2 separate regions of the Oryctolagus cuniculus genome follow, and region 2 is linked to region 1. A link is a contact called in public Micro-C data. All regions are on one chromosome and are shown on one strand. Each heading gives the region's core, a stretch centred on a gene start, on an enhancer-like site or on the middle of the called end of the contact. The rest is flanking DNA. Distances are from core to core; before and after follow the strand shown.

The links. A called contact is a pair of places that touch in the nucleus more often than the background predicts.
Region 2: a Micro-C map of ear pinna shows a contact between it and region 1, with 4 times the contacts expected there. The contact joins the promoter of TMEM192 here to the promoter of MSMO1 in region 1. A contact is called at or near these places in 3 of 6 Hi-C or Micro-C datasets (ear pinna, skin fibroblasts and an unstated tissue).

What each region holds. Positions count from the first base shown.
Region 1 is chr8:131,503,374-131,511,279 of mOryCun1.1, forward strand. It overlaps MSMO1 (methylsterol monooxygenase 1), which reads right to left and starts at 3,613. Exons shown (of 6, transcript XM_070047274.1): 1 at 3,528-3,613.
Region 2 is chr8:131,729,224-131,737,129 of mOryCun1.1, forward strand. TMEM192 (transmembrane protein 192) reads left to right here and starts at 3,883. Exons shown (of 5, transcript XM_017350134.3): 1 at 3,883-4,040. The coding sequence starts at 4,014. LOC127487136 (a long non-coding RNA gene) reads right to left here and starts at 3,841. Exons shown (of 2, transcript XR_007913672.2): 1 at 3,679-3,841; 2 at 39-362.

The sequences.
Region 1 (7,906 bases), core at 2,363-4,862:
ATCACACTCTGAAGATGGGTATTTTAAAGCCCCTTAAGAATTCTTGATGGTGCACAAACTGCTGCCCCCAGCCCCGGCCTCTCAAACTGACCTCTCACCCATGCCACAGATGGGGTACCAGGGAGCCCAGGCAACTCACATTCTCATCTCAACTTCACGTTCTCATCTTTCTGTCTTCCCCTCCTCAAAGGACTGACACCACAGTGACTAGTGCTACGTCTTTCACTTCCTCAACCTCAAAATGTCTCTGTTCACTATCCTTCCAAGACGGCCCAGTTTTCCATGTCCTCACCTCATCAGGAAACTTGTCTCCCTCACCTAACTTTCTCCTCTGAGTGAGTCTGTTCTCTCAAGTCTACAAACATCCCAGTACTTCTTGAACATGTGTCTCACCCACACTCACTGGACTGCTTGCATTCGGTGCCCCGCCCACGCCCAGACAACTCCAGCGACCCATGAGACTGCAGAATACGACAATCTCCCTGATCTCCACTTCTCTGAAAGTCATCACAAATCCGACATGTCAAAGCAACACCACTTACGGACCCTGTGACCCGATCAGAGCTGCAATTTCATCAAAACTGCAAAAACAGTCACTAAGAGTTCTTCGAGTGAGTGCAAGAAATAATGCATGCGAAGGGCTTGGCATGGGCCTTACAGTAGATTGGCTATAAACAGCCAACAACCATGCAGCAGTTTTTAAATCTTTTTTTTTTTTTTTAATTTATTTGACAGGTAGAGTTGTAGACAGTGAGAGAGAGAGAGAGGGAGAGAGGTATTCCTTTTGTTGGTTCACCCTGCAAATGGCCGCTACGGCCGATCTGAAGCCAGGAGCCAGGTACTTCTGCTGGTCTCCCATGGGGTGCAGGGCCCAAGCACCTGGGCCATCCTCCACTGCACTCCCGGGCCACAGTAGAGAGCTGGCCTGGAAGAGGGGCAACTGGGACTAGAACTCAGCACCCATATGGGATGCTGGTGCCACAGGCGGAGGATTAACCAAGTGAGCCACGGCGCCGGCCCTACCCATGACTTCTGACAAGAGAACTGCCCATGAGGGGTTAATATTGTGGCATAGTGGGTTAAACACCAGCATGTCACATTCGAGCTCTGGTTCAAGTCCCAGCCACTCCACTTCCAACTCGACTTTGTGCTAATGTGCCTAGGTAGGCAGCAGAAAAAGACCCAAATGCTTGGGTCCTTGTCACCAATGTGGGAGACCAGGATGGAGTCCCTGACTCCTAGCTTTGGCCTGGTCCAGTCCTGGCTGTTGCAGCCTTTTGGGGAATGAAAGCAGAGGATGAAAGATCTCTGCCTGCCTCTCCTTCTCTTTGTCACTTGGCCTTTCAAATAAATAAATCTTCTTTTTAAGCTCTTTAAAAAAAAAAAAATTCCACATGAGCAGTTTCTTACGTTTTCACTGCCCACTTACTCTCTAGTCTGCTCTCTACTCCCATCACCACACTGAATTTACTCTTACTGAAATCACTGAGGATCTCTTACCTGACAAAGCCAACATTCTTTGGCGCTATTTTATAGTTTTTAAAGATTTTATTTATTTGAGAGGCAGTGTTAGAGAGAGAGAGAGAGAGAGAGAGAGAGAGAGAAAGTCTTCCCTCCATTGGTTCACTCCCCATCCCCAGATGGCCACAACGGCCAGAGCTGTGCCAATCCGAAGCCAGGAGCCAGGAGCTTCCTCTGGGTCTCCCATGCAGGTGCAGGGGCCCAAGGACTTGGGCCATCTTCCCCTGCTTTCCCAGGCCACAGCAGAGAGCTGGATCAGAAAAGGAACAGCAGGGACTCAAACCAGCATCCATATGGGATGTTTTATTTGAACAATCTGGGATAGTTGATGCCTCGCTCCTTGAAATACTCCTGTTTCTTGGTTCCTGGGAGCCACAGGCATTCACTCACAATCTGTGCTTGTTGTGTACGGTCACCGTGCTAGCTGCTGTCTTCAGTCCTGACTTTCTAACACACAAACTCCTGTGAGGAACACAAGAAGTAACCAAGCAGAATCACATGGTAAGAACAATGGGGGGGGGGGGGACTGGCACAGCACAGAACCTTAGAGTTTCTAAATACTAACTTAACTGAAACCTAGGACGTGAGGAGGGGGTGACCAGATTAAAACAGGTGGTGTGGGGGGAGAAGGAGAGGCAGAGATGTGACAGCGGATCCAAAATCAAAGACTGGATTGGGCGAGGAGAAAGAACACAGCACTTTCTGATTTGTAGGTCCCTGGGGTAGCTTTTGAGAAAAGACCTGAGAGTGGGGGCTGGGAACTTCCCCCGGTGCCGCCATCTTCAGTCCCTTCTAACTATTCCAGACGAACTTGAGTGATGGGAACTATCAGTCCCTTCTAACATTCCAGACTAACTTGAGTGATTGATGGGAACTATCTGCTGTGGAAACCGGACAAGACCCCCTAAAAGCTACACTGTTACTGACAATGCGCTCCCAACCACCACCTCCACCTCAAACCCTCTCCCCTGAACTCCGGCTTCAGGCAGAAGTCCGACCGCCGGTTCCTGCAACTCCCGCCCACTCTCCACCTCCTGTAACACGGTGAGCTGCACCTCCACCTCCTCAGCCATGGCGACACGAGGCACGAGTCCCTCCCGTCTCTGCTTCCATTACACTCTTCACTGTCAGGCCATCCAGGAGGCAAGCTCGTGCAATGAGCCTCTAGGAGTTTCACCCATATCCGGGGACACAGTTGTTGTCAAATGAACAAGGTTAAAAAAAAAAAAAAAACTAACAAGTCAAGGAAACAAAGTCTGGGAAGAGTCACTTTTCTTTCTGTGTCGCATCCCGGGGCAGCCCGACCGACTGGAACCCCGGAGCAGGCGTAGCAGCCAGCAGGACCCCGCGGAACTGCGGATTCGCCGAGCTCCGGCCACCGGCGCCCGGGCAGCGCCACTTCCTCGTTGCTGCCTCCACCTTGCCCGCCCCCAACCTCAGCACCCCATACCTGAACCCCAACCCCCGCTCCGTCCCCGTGTCCCGCCTCCCCGGCGGCCTGCGCGGGGTCCCCGCCGCCCCACGGAAAAGCGCTGCGTGGCTGCGGAGGGTCCCGCTACCCGGCTCCTGGTCAGCCCTCGGGGGCCTCCTCTCGGACGCCCGACCCCACGCCCCCCGCGCACCCCGCGTCTCGTCCAAGTTTCCTCAGGGCCTCCTAACGCGCCCCGTCCCCGCACCCCGCGAATGGCACTTCAGCCCCCTGCGCGCGCGCGCGCACCCACGACCTGCTCCCACGGCGCACGGCTCGGCGCCCGCCCGCCCCGCCGTCCCAGCGCACGAGCCGCTCTCCCGCTCCCCTCACCTGCACAGCCGCGAGGTGACTGCGCGCCACCGCCACCCAGATTTAGCCAGGTGCTGCGGCCTCGGAAACTACCTCTCCCGCACCGGGGGGTGGAGCCTAGAGGGCGAGACCGGCGCCCGCTGCCATCATTGGCCTTTGAGGGTTCCCGCCCCGCCTTCCCCAGACGCTGATTGGCCCGCGTCGTTGCCGGCAGCGTGTGACTCACGGTAACGAATCCCAGGCGCCCCCCAGCCATTGGCTCCGCGGATGGAGTGAGGATAGTGAGACCGGGCCGCCCGGCCAGTGGCGAGCGCCGCGGCGCGCCCGGGGGCGGGGAAGCGTGAGGCCGCGCGACGGCGTGAGGGGGCGGGCACAGAGAGCCGGGAGTCGCCTTGGCAACCGCGGCCCACGCGGGGTCGTCGGGGGCGCTGTGCGGGGCGGGCTTCCCCGCCGCCGCTGCCCCAGGGCTGTTTACCTCAGGCGTGAACTGTGTGGAAGCCACAGTGCCAGAACCTGGGGGTTGGGGGAGGAAGCAGTGTGCCTGGTTTAAAATTCTGTGTTTCCGGTGTGTGCGGTCTGACCTTGGACTTGGGTCTTTGTGCCGCCCACCCGGGCCATCCCCCGGCCTCGCCCGAATCCCTGGGTGGGGAAGAGTTGCACAGTCCAGCGAGCTCGTGGCCGCTTTGCCCATCTTGCAGCCGACGTGCAGGCCTTGACCCCACCTGGCATCGCGCCGTGGGAGGCTGCACGCCCGGGGCCCGGGGCGGGCTGTGCCACCTTCTCCCCCAGCTCCACGCGCTCTCCTGCCTGCTCTCAGCAGCTAAGTGTGCACACACTGAAAAGTCCCCTGCCGCGGGGGTGGCCGGTTCAGCCAGGGACGCGCCCTACTCGTCTTTTCCCCAACGTCGTGCCTATTAGTGGTGCTTTAACCAACCAACGCGAAGGCGCTGTCTATGGATGTCTGCAAACAGCATGCTGTCGCGTCTGGCTTCCCTGGCTTTGCTCTACGCGGGGGGAATCATCCGTTCAGAGAGGAGTTCTTCCCCCAGGAAGTCCCCTCTCACCCTTGTCTCTTAGGTCAATGATCTCCATCAGTCACACTGGGTGTGACTGTCCCCTGTGTCTGGCACACCCACTCTCTGTGAAGTAGGGCAGAGAGGGCACAGGACAGGAGAAGAAAGGGGACGGGATGCCTGTGTGGGAAGGCGAGTTCTGAGTACTGACTGCCAGAACCACCTGTCCCCCTGGCCCACACCCTGCGCAGCGGGCAGCCTGGGTACCCCTGAGTGGTGGTCCCAATTCGGGCTTCCTAGCTTGGCCCCTGCTGCTCCACAGCTCCCCCAATTCTGTATCTGATTGCTCACCCTGTCCTTGCCTAAACCTGCCGCCCTTCCCAAGCTTGTCAAGCAGCACGAAGACTGCGCTGTGAGGTCAGGCTAACCCGGTTTGTCATTTACTAGCAGTGTACTCTTGGATAAGTTTCTTTTCTCTTCTCTAGGACTTCTGTAAACTGCGCATTTTAGTAACATCTACACCTCAGAGTTTGTTGTATTGACTAAGATAAGTAAGGCCGTTTACACAGCATCGAGAATACAAGAAGTGTCCAGTAAATGAAGGAGAATTCTACCATGGCAGAGATAATTTTCCAAATCGGAGCAGCTGTATGTGTGTAGACGGTCACAGTATTATTTTAAACTTTGAAGATTTAGAGACGGAAGGAAACACAGATATTGCAGTACAACCTGTTGTGGGGCATGGGGAGCCCCAGCTGGATTTACTTCAAGTTCTTGTCTCACTGTGAGATGAAATCAAAGCAAGGTAGATACGCTGCAAGAATGGGAACAGGACTTTTTTTTCTGAAAGATATTAAAGACATAGTACACACGCAGGACAGGCGTGTGGGCAACCTCATGAGAATGGCCACCACCCCAGCTGGGTCACTCCCCTTACTGGGTAGGTGGTGGTGCCCTAACTGAATGTCCCAACGGGATGGAGTCTGGGTGGAGTCCTTGTGGCAGCCGTGTGCTTATCATGGAGTTTTCCGCATGATGGAAGAGGCTCGGGTCCATCATAGGAAAATGGCTGTGCTGAACTTGCAAGGATGGAAATGGGGTCTTTAGCAGTGCAGGGTTTCAGCAGGGAGGCACCTCGCAGCCTCTTCACAGCCTTTGTCAAACTCATTTATTTCCCTGTAATGAAAATACCGACAGGCTGAGAGTAACAACAGCTACAATTACTGAGAGCCCCTGTATTTCAAGCACATTAACATGCGTCATTTCTTTCAAACCTCATAACTTTGTGACATAACCCTGCTGTCATCATTTTAGAGGTGACCAAGGTCAGAGGTTAAGGAATGTGTTGGAAGTCATAGCTTGGGGGGGGGGGAGGGCGCCGGATTCTGTCCCGGTTGCCCCTCTTCCAGGCCAGCTCTCTGCTGTGGCCAGGGAGGGCAGTGGAGGATGGCCCAAGTGCTTGGGCCCTGCACCCCATGGGAGACCAGGAGAAGTACCTGGCTCCTGCCATTGGATCAGCGCGGTACACCGGCCGCAGCGCGCCGGCCGTGGTGGCCGTTGGAGGGTGAACCAACGGTAAAGGAAGACCTTTCTCTCTCTCACTGTCCACTCTGCCTGTCAAAAATAAATAAATAAATAAATAAATAAATAAATAAATAAATAAAAAAGAGAAAGTCATAGCCAGCAACTGATGGGGGGATGCCAACTCAGGAGTCATTTCTTTCTTTCCAGTGGGCTTCCCAATAGACCACACTGCTTTATTCCTTCAAGGGCGGTGCAGCCAGGATGAGAACCCCAGAATCAACTCAAGGTATGGTTCCCTTTTCCCAAGTAGCCACCTCTCCACTATAAGGTACTGGCAACCGTAAAACTGAGGGGGAGGCAATCTGCTTAGGTCACACTGGAACATGCAGTCTTAGCACGTTGCTACGTGTTGTGATTCTACCCCTGTACATCTGGTAAAATAAGTTTCAAACTCGTTCAGCAGCTGAGATTACAAATCATTGCGATGAAAAAAAGATGGCAAACACGAGGACTCATGTAGCACAGCACAAACTAAAGTCTGGTAGCAGTCTACACAGCATGCTTCCTAGCCAGCATCTCTGAGACACCTGTTGGCCTTAACTTCTGACCTCCTTTTCATAAAACAGAACAAGCTGGGAACACTTCTACGTGCTTTAACAAAACAAGCCAAGATGAAAAGACAAAGATGGCGTGGGGAAGAGAATTATGTCCAAAGACCCTGAAATCATAGTTAGGAATACAGCTACTGATACCTTGGCAAAACACTTTATGCTATAACTATTACACAGCTTAAGAAAGAAAAGACAGGAGGCAGCCCGGCGCCGTGGCACAGTAGGTTAATCCTCTGGCTGTGGTGCTGCCATTCCATATGGGTTCTAGTCCCAGCTACCCATATGCTGTGGCTTGGGAAGGTCAATGGAAGATGACCCAAGTGCTTGGGCCCCTGCACCAACGTGGGAGACCAGGAAGAAGCCCTGGCACCTGATTGGAGCAGCTCCAGCTGTTGCAGCCGTTTGGGGGGTGGGCCAACAGAGGGAGGACCTTTGTCTCTTTCTCTCCCTCTCACTGTCTGTAACTCTACCTCTCAAATAAATAAATAAAATCATTTTTTTAAAAAAGAGGCATTTGGCATGCTAAGTAGTTAATACTTTTTTACCTTAATAGACTGATTATAGTATCTTAAAACTTGAAAAATGTTGAGATAAATCTTCAATTCAGACATCACAGACTCATAGTTTCATGGAACATCGGCGTTTAGAGGTCTGGTATATGAAATGTTTGCTTTTACAGAGTTCCTCTCCCTGTCCTAGAACCTTTTCAGTTTCCTGATAGGAAATTGTTACTCACGAGGGTCTGTGCTCATGGTGGCAGAGGGAAGGGCCCTGAGAGTTTTCAGAATGACAACAGTCACTAGAAGGGCCAGTGACTAACGGGTTGGCACTTGCAGCCCCACCACTGACCTCTGGGAAGGGGATGGAGACAGAGCTGTGTAACTGGTGAAGAGGAATTGACAGGCTTCTGAGCTATGAGCACATGGAGGTGCTGGGCGGGTGGGATGCCCAGAGAGGGTGTCCCCATGCCCCAAAACCTCACCCAGTCCACCTCTTCTGTGTACTTTAGTATTGTATCTTTTAGAGATTGATTTATTTATTTGAAAGGCAGAGTTAGAGAGGAGAAATCTTCATTCACTGGTTCGCTGCCCAAATGGCTGCAATGGCTGGGGCTGTGCCAGGCTGAAGCCAGGAGCGTGGAGCTTCTTCTGGGTGTCCCAGATGGGCGCACTTGGGCCATCTTCTGCTGCTTTCTCAGACGCATCAGCTGTATAGGAGTGGAGCAACTGGAGCAGAGGAGCCGTTGGCACCCATAGAGGACGCCAGCATTGCAGGCTGAAGCTTAACCCACTGTTCCACAGTGCCAGCCCCTTATGTATCCTTTATACTACTTCTAAGAATAAATCAGTAAACAAATGTGTTTTCTGAGTGCTGGGAGCTGTCCCAGAAAATCAAGCCATCCCATGGAGACAGCTGCGGGAATCCTGGTTTGGAGCTAGTTGGTCAGAAGTAGCTGA
Region 2 (7,906 bases), core at 2,633-5,132, 230 kb after region 1:
CCTGAAGTGCCTTAAAAATACTCTGAGGTTGGGGCCGGTGCTCTTTTATTTATTTTATTTGAAAGTCAGTTACACAGAGAGAGAAGGAGAGGCAGAGAGAGAGAGAGGTCTTCCATCCACTGGTTCACTCCCCAGATGGCTGCGACGGCTGGAGCTGCGCCGATCCAGAGCCAGGAGCTTCTTCCTGGTCTCCCATGTGGGTGCAGGAGCCTAAGGACTTGGGCCATCTTCCACTGCTTTCCCAGGTCATAGCAGAGAGCTGGATCGGAAGTGGAACAGCTGGGTCTCGAACCGGCACCCATATGGGGTGCTGGCACTGCAGGTGGCAGCTTTACCTGCTACTGGCCACAAAGAAATAAAGTCTTTAAAAAAATAAAAATACTCTTAGGGAGGGTGCATATGGGACAAAGTTCCACAGAACTCTACTTATGCACCTAACCTGTTGTTTCTGCTTATATTTCCTGAGAATTCATATCAATGACTCTCAGTAACAATTACAGATTTCCCTTTATTTCTAACTTTTGACATGGATAAACTAAACATGAAAGAGTATCTATTCTGGTGTGGCTAGGCCTAAACAACCTCCTAGGACCAGACGGTTCATGTTCCCCTTCTTCCTTCTAAAGAGTCACCCTGACCTTCCAGAGGGCATCCTTTTCTCCTCACTCTATATCCTGGAAGTCAAGGTCTCCTCCTGAACCATACCTCTTAGCCTGACAAACTCACACATCCTCTCCCATCCCATGAAGCCGTGCCCAGTTCAGAATTCTATTTCCTGACACCACTGCCCCCTTCTGGTTTATGCTGGCTAAACACAGATTATTACTATGAAAGTGAGAACACTCCCTTTAGCATACAAAGTTCACCATCTTTTTCCTCCAACCTTCCTTTATTTTGATACTTTTCAATCTCTAGAAAAAAACATGTGCTGTGCTGAGCTATTTGAATGACATAATATTTTAAAGACTTTCATTATTTGAAAGGCAAAGAGACAAAGAGAGTGAGATGTCCCATCTGCTCTTCACTTCCCAAACACCACCACAGTCAGGGATGGGCCAGGTCAAAGCCAGGACCTGCGAACTCATCTGGGTCTCCCACCTGGGTGGCAGGGACCTAAATACTTGAGCTATCACCACTGCTTCCCAGGGTGCATATACGCAGAAGACTGGAATGGGAGCAGAGCTAAAACTTAAACCTGGGCACTCCAATGTGGGATGCTGGCTTTGAAAGTGATGGCTTAACCACGGCACCAAACACCTGTCACTAACACAATATTTTAACATTTTTTTAAAGATTTTATTTATTTATTTGACAGGTAGAATTACAGAGAGAGAGAGAGAGAGAGAGAGAGAGAGAGAGAGAGAGAGAGACATAGAGAGAAAGGTCTTCTTTCCGTTGGTTCACCCCCCAAACTGCCGCTACGGCAGGTACTGCGCTGATCTGAAGCCAGGAGCTTCCTCCTGGTCTCCCATGCGGGTGCAGGGCCCAAGCACTTGGGCCATCCTCCACTGCCTTCCTGGGCCACAGCAGAGAGCTGGCCTGGAAGAGGGGCAACCGGGACAGAATCCGGTGCCCCAACCAGGACTAGAACCTGGGGTTGGCTGGCGCCGCGGCTCACTAGGCTAATCCTCCGCCTTGCGGCACTGGCACATCGGGTTCTAGTCCCCGTCGGGGTGCCGGATTCTGTCCCGGTTTCCCCTCTTCCAGGCCAGCTCTCTGCTATGGCCAGGGAGTGCAGTGGAGGATGGCCAAGTGCTTGGGTCCTGCACCCACATGGGAGACCAGGAGAAGCACCTGGCTCCTGGCTTCGGATCAGCACGGTATGCTGGCCACAGCGTGCTGGCCGGGTGGCCATTGGAGGGTGAACCAACGGCAAAGGAGGACCTTTCTCTCTGTCTCTCTCTCTCACTGTCCACTCTGCCTGTCAAAAAAAAAAAAAAAAAAAAAAAAAGGAACCTGGGGTGCCGGCGCCACAGGCGGAGGATTAGCCTAGTGAGCTGCAGCGCCGGCCTCCTGTCTGCCTTTCTTAGGCACTTCATTCTCACCCCAGGCAAGCATGGAAACCAGAATTCCTCTCCCAAGGCATTAAAGAACTACTTTCCCCCAAATCCAGCCATAGACCTCAGAATACATAATGCAAAACTCCCTTTCTGTGTAAGAGCTGGACATAAGGAATTGTCTGACCTAGCTGGTCATAACATCCCCACTCCAGAAAGGATTCTGTCCCCCACGGGGAAGGAAGGAATGTTGCAGAGAGGCCAAGAATCAGAGCAGACAGGCCCAGCTGCCTCCTCAGTCTGTTTCCAGTAGATCATACTCTTCTGTCCAATAGTTCTACAGGCTGTTCATTCTAGAACCCTTTGCTCTGTGTGCTTGATTCCTCATTTCTGGAGGCTTCTGTGTCCTGTAAAACTTATATTGAAATGTTAAGCTTGGGGGATTGGCGCTGTGTTGCACCAAGTTAAACCTCCGCTTGCAGTGCCGGCATCCCATATGGGTGCCAGTTCGAGTCCTGGCTGCTCCACTTGGGATCCTGTTCTCTGCTATGGCCCCGGGAGAGTAGCAGAGGGGAGCCCAAGTATTTGGGCCCCTGCATCCACATGGGAGACCCAAAAGAAGCTCCTGGCTCCTGGCTTTGGCCTGGCCCAGCCCCAGTAGTTTGACCCATTTGGGAAGTGAACCAGTAGATGGAAGATTCTCTCCCTGCCTTCTCTCTTTTCTCTGTATCTCTGCCTTTCAAATAAATAAATCTTTAAAAAAATTTTTGTCATCCTTTCCTTTAGCTAACCTGTCTTTTGCTAGAGGACTTTCAGCTGTGATCATGGGAAGAGATAGTATCGCTACAGGGACAGTTTGAAAAACATTGGCCTAGAGTAGTTAGTAAACATACAATTATAATACTATGCTATGATGGTAGTAAACATAGTATTATGAGTTTTCTTAGGTGTGTAATGATTGTCTTGATGAAGGAACTATCCTTACTTTTAGGCAACGGAGTATAGCGTTTCATATTGTCCTCAACGTTTACATGGTTCAGTTACACACACACACAGCAGTTTTGGTATGATATTAACAACTGATAAATTCACATAAGGGGCACATCCACGGATTTCAGGGTACTAGTATTTCAGCATTGCTATAGCCTTGACAATTTTCCAAATATGGAGGGGAAATGCGTATCTAGAAACTTGAGAAAAAATTCACAGAATCTCGGGACTGAGACACCTTCGGACCACGTGGAGTCCGACACCGTCCTTGCCTTTGCTGACATTTGCGTGGTTTCACCACGTAATGTTTTACGTGTTTTCATGTTTCCCCAGCCTTGCAAACAGGACCCCAGTACACGCCATATGCAAATAAGCATTCATCCGGTTGTGGGGGGAGGGGTGGCACTGACAGAAAATTTCACTTTCCTTTTCTGACTACATTTTAATTATAATGTATTATCAGATAATTCCCCAGCCTTCTCTGTTAATTCCTTTAACAAAGGAGCAAAAAAATCCAAAAATTTGTTTCCCACGGTGCCTATTCCGCACACCGATCGTGGTGTGACCCTGTGTAGGACGCTGGTGAAGTTAAACCACTCAGACGCCAGGTAAATCAGGTTTGTTCCGTCCCTCTCCGGGTGGGGTGGGATTTTACCACGGGGTCTCCCTCAGCACAGAGCAAACACCTTACCGCAAAGGGTTCAACTGGCGGACCAGCCACGCAAGCACGCCCGAGCGCGGCCGAGAGCTGACAGAGACGCGGCGGCGCGAAGCGGGAGCCCGCGCTCTCCGGGCGCCGCTCAGAGCCCGGGGCTTGGGCGAGGCCCGCCCCTCCTTCCGCCCCGGCCAATCGGGAGCGAGGGGAGGCGGGGCCCGGGCCTGAGGGGCGGGGCGGGCGGAGAAGGGGGCGTGTCCGCGGGGAGGGCCCGCCGGTCCCTGAAGGTGGAGACTCGTCCTGGGCCGGCGGCGGCCGGGCGCAGGTGGGCAGGCCGGGCTGGCCCGGGCTCCGGTCTCGGGCGTCGGGAGATGGCAGCGGGGGCCCGGACGGAGGACGTGAGTGCGCGGAAGGGGAGGTGGTGGGCGCTGCCTCCGGAATCCCGTTCTTCCTGTGCTGGGGCGCGAGGGGCGGAGACTGGGGGTGCGGCGCGGCCCAGGGCGCGGGGCTGGTTGCGGGCGGCCCTGGAGGCCGAGTGCTGCAGGCTGCCGGCTTCTCCCGCGGGAGGCCGGGTGGGCTTCGGGGGGCGGCCGCCCCAGGCTGGCGCGCAGCCCACGTGCGGCGCGCGTCCGTGGCCCCGGAACTGCGCGCTTCACGTGACGCGCGTCTGGCCCGGGCGCCCTGCGTCCCCGCGCGTGTCTGGGCGCCGCGCTGTCCCCCTGGGCACGCAGAGGGGCCCGGGTCCCCGCCGGCAGGGCCCCTGAACAGGCTGCGGCAGGTCGCGGCGTCCCGTGGGCAGCCCTGGACCTGTCGCTGTCATAGCCCGGAAACCCCCATTGGAGGAAAACAGTGTCACGTGCTGTTTTTCTATGTAAGCATGGTAGCATGAGAAGGGTCTCAAATCTTCGATCCAAGGCAGAGGACGTAAAATCCCTGTGCGTATAGTGCAAAATTGCAGAAGTCTTACTTGCCTGAGTTTATACGAAGACTGTTTATAATTATTAACTGGGTTGCCCATTACACATAATGAAATGCTTGCTCTCTTCGGAACGCAAAGATGGCAGGTACATTAAAGCGCTTGCTTGGGTTAATAAACAAATAGGAATATTGCTATGATCCTTTCACTGAATGGAGCACATTGGGAAAGGCGAAAGACATGGGAACCCTGGTTCCAGTGCTGCAAGACCTTAGGTTGTAGTACAAATAGTGACCATAGTTAAATCATCTTGACAAAATAGAGACCAATTCCTAATGATATGACTAAAAATTTTAGTTCTTTTCTAGCTGAGAAAACAGAAAGCTAATGGTAAAACCTGAAAGTAGATTGGAGACTTGTAGTTAAAGCAGAATCCCTGGTGAATTTTTAAAAAATGTTATTTTTCACTTTTATTTGAAAGGCAGAGATTCAGAGAGAGAGAGGCAGAGAAAGATCTTTCAACTGCTGGTTCACTTTTCAAATGCTTATAGCAACCAAGGATGGGCCAGGCCAAAGCCAGGACCCCAGAGCTGGGTCTCTCACAGCTGGGTCCCCCACACGTGTGGGAGGACCGCAAGTACTGAGCCATCACCTGCTCTCCTAGGATGTGCATTTGCAGGAAACTGAATCAGAAGCTTAGGAGCCAGGACTGGAACCAGGCACTCCTGTGTGGGATGCAGGTGCCCAAGCAGCTGCTTAACCGTAGTGCTAAATGGCCACCACTTTTTGTAAACGTCTAGGGATGTGATTTTTTTTTTTTAAGATTTATTTATTTATTTGAAAGGCACAGCAAGAGAGAGAGAGAGAGAGAGAGAGAGAGAGAGAGAGAGGGGGAATCTTCCATATCCTGGTTAACTCTCCAAATGGCCACAAGAGCCAAGTCTAGGCCAGGATGAAGCCAGAACTTTATCCTGCTCTCCCACAGGGGTGGTTTCCAGGCCCACTAGCAGGAAACTGAATCAGAAGCAGAGAAAACAGGCACTCTAAAAATATGGGATGTGGGTATCCTAAGCAGTGACTTTAAGTGTGGTGCCCAGTGCCTGCCCCTGTTTATGAATTCTTCAGGATGAGATTAATGAACTGACAATTTATGGAAAAATTGGATATCTAAGAGGAAAATGAGTCTTAGAAAAACACATTAAATGCATCTTGGTTGGGTGCTGGCTGCTCCAGAGATCTTGGGTCTGTGACTTTCGGTTTCAGGATGAGTACAGACCTACCAATCTCCATTTCACCTAGCAATTGTTTCACCAACAGTTATGTAACTATATCTCTTTAGCTCTAAGTCACTCTTTTTGGTAATTATTTATTTTCAATTGAGAAAATGGAAAGACTGTAGGTTAGTTAGGGTTTATTGTTTGCAAACAGTGAAACCACCTATGGCTAATTTAAGACAGGGATTTATTTGGAAAGATATAGGGTGAATGACCAGCAGGGTCTCTGAAATGAACCATAGTCAGCTCAAGGGGTCTAAGTTACAGGAGTTCTTTTAGGGCCTGCCGCAGAATAAATGTGCAACAACCGTAGACTTTGCTGCCCAGAAAGAGTTGGATTGACCCAGCTGCTGTTTGCTCCATGACCACCCCCGGGCCTGCAGAGGGTGAAGAGTCCTGAAGATGTTCCCACTAAGACTTAAGGCAAAGGTACACAGTGGACAGGAACAAGAGATGTCCTTTACAGGTGGTAATGGAATTGTTAATACTGGCCATGAAGAAATATTTGATTTCAGGAATCCTTGTCCCCTCCTCTTTCCCTTGCACATAGTGGGTTCACAGAATGATTGGTCCTGGGAGTATGGTCCTGCTTCATACTTCCTGTTGGAGCCGCTGGACAGTCAGTGTGTGAGTATTTGATACACAATCCAATCATTACAGGTCCTAACTGCTTCAGGAGAATCAAGATATACACATAAAGAAGAAAGCAATACAAGGCAGCATAAGAAATACTGCTAACGAATATTATGAGTACTGTGTTTTACAGTAGTTTAAAGCAGAGAAAAGAAATACTTTAGGACAGATTTTTGTGGAGAACTAGACTGTGAACAATTAATTGAATTCTAAGAAAGATAAAAGAAAGTGGAAGATTTATGGGGCACTATAGGAAGCCTGTATGGGTGAAGGTTGTGGCTGGTGCATAGAAGTTGATTACTGTCCTGCAGTTGAGATCTCAATGTTGGCTTTGTTTAAATTTCTCTGATCCCAAGTAGTCGAGAAGTTGGGCAATCTTTTATTCAGTCAGCACGCATACTGGACTCCTGCAGTGTGTCAGGTGGTAAAGGTGCCAGCCAGTGCTTAGTACTGAAGTTGTGATTGAGATGTACAAGGATGCAGTGGGTACTTCTGTTCCCATCCAAGGTGAAGGACCAGGGACCAGGGACCAGATCTACCCTTGTGCCAGAAACCACCAGAAACCAGATAAAACAGATGACCCACGCTTTTTGAGGTACTGGCATCAGGCAGTGAGGAACTGGGACCTCAGAGATAAGAAGCAAGTGATGTGAGCTGCACCCACCTTGAGAACGCTGGTCAGCTGTGACGAGGAAGAGAGAACGGAGGCAAAGTCTGATAGACCCTCCGAGTTGAGAAGATGGAGCTGAGCGTCTGGGAGCTCAAGGAGAGGAGAGTTCTCAGGACAGAGAGCGGAGAGCTCTGAAGAGCTGAGGGCACCGAGCCCGGGTGTTAGGAGTCCTGATGAGAGGAGGAGGAGACTCCCGGAGGCCTTGGAAGAGTCATGGAAGACGATTAGAGAGAACGGTCCTTCCTGCAGGGCCAGGGACAGTGCCTTCACCCCCCAGCCAGACTGGGAGCCGCAAGACTCACAGGACTTCTGGGCAGAGTGCTCACAAAGGTCTCGCCTCAACAGTGGCCAATAATTAACCCCGGACTAACCCTGGCTGCGTGAAAGGCAAGAGATCAAACTGTTTCCAAGTAACTAAACTGCCCCCCAGGGCAAATGTAGAGCTACAAAAGTGTTCAGCCTCACAGAGGTAAACGTTACTGTGTTTGGCATCTGATCAGAAATAACCAGGCATGCAAAGAGGCAGGACAGTCCGACCTATAGTAAGTCCATTGAAACTGACCAGAATTGATATATGTAAGAAATAGCGGCTGGTGCCGCGGCTCAATAGGCTAATCCTCCGCCTTGCGGCACCGGCACCCCGGGTTCTAGTCCCGGTCCGGGCACCGGATTCTGTTCCGGTTGCCCCTCTTCCAGGCCAGCTCTCTGCTGTGGCCAGGGAGTGCAGTGGAGGATGGCCCAAGTCCTTGGGCCCTGCACCCCATGGGAGAC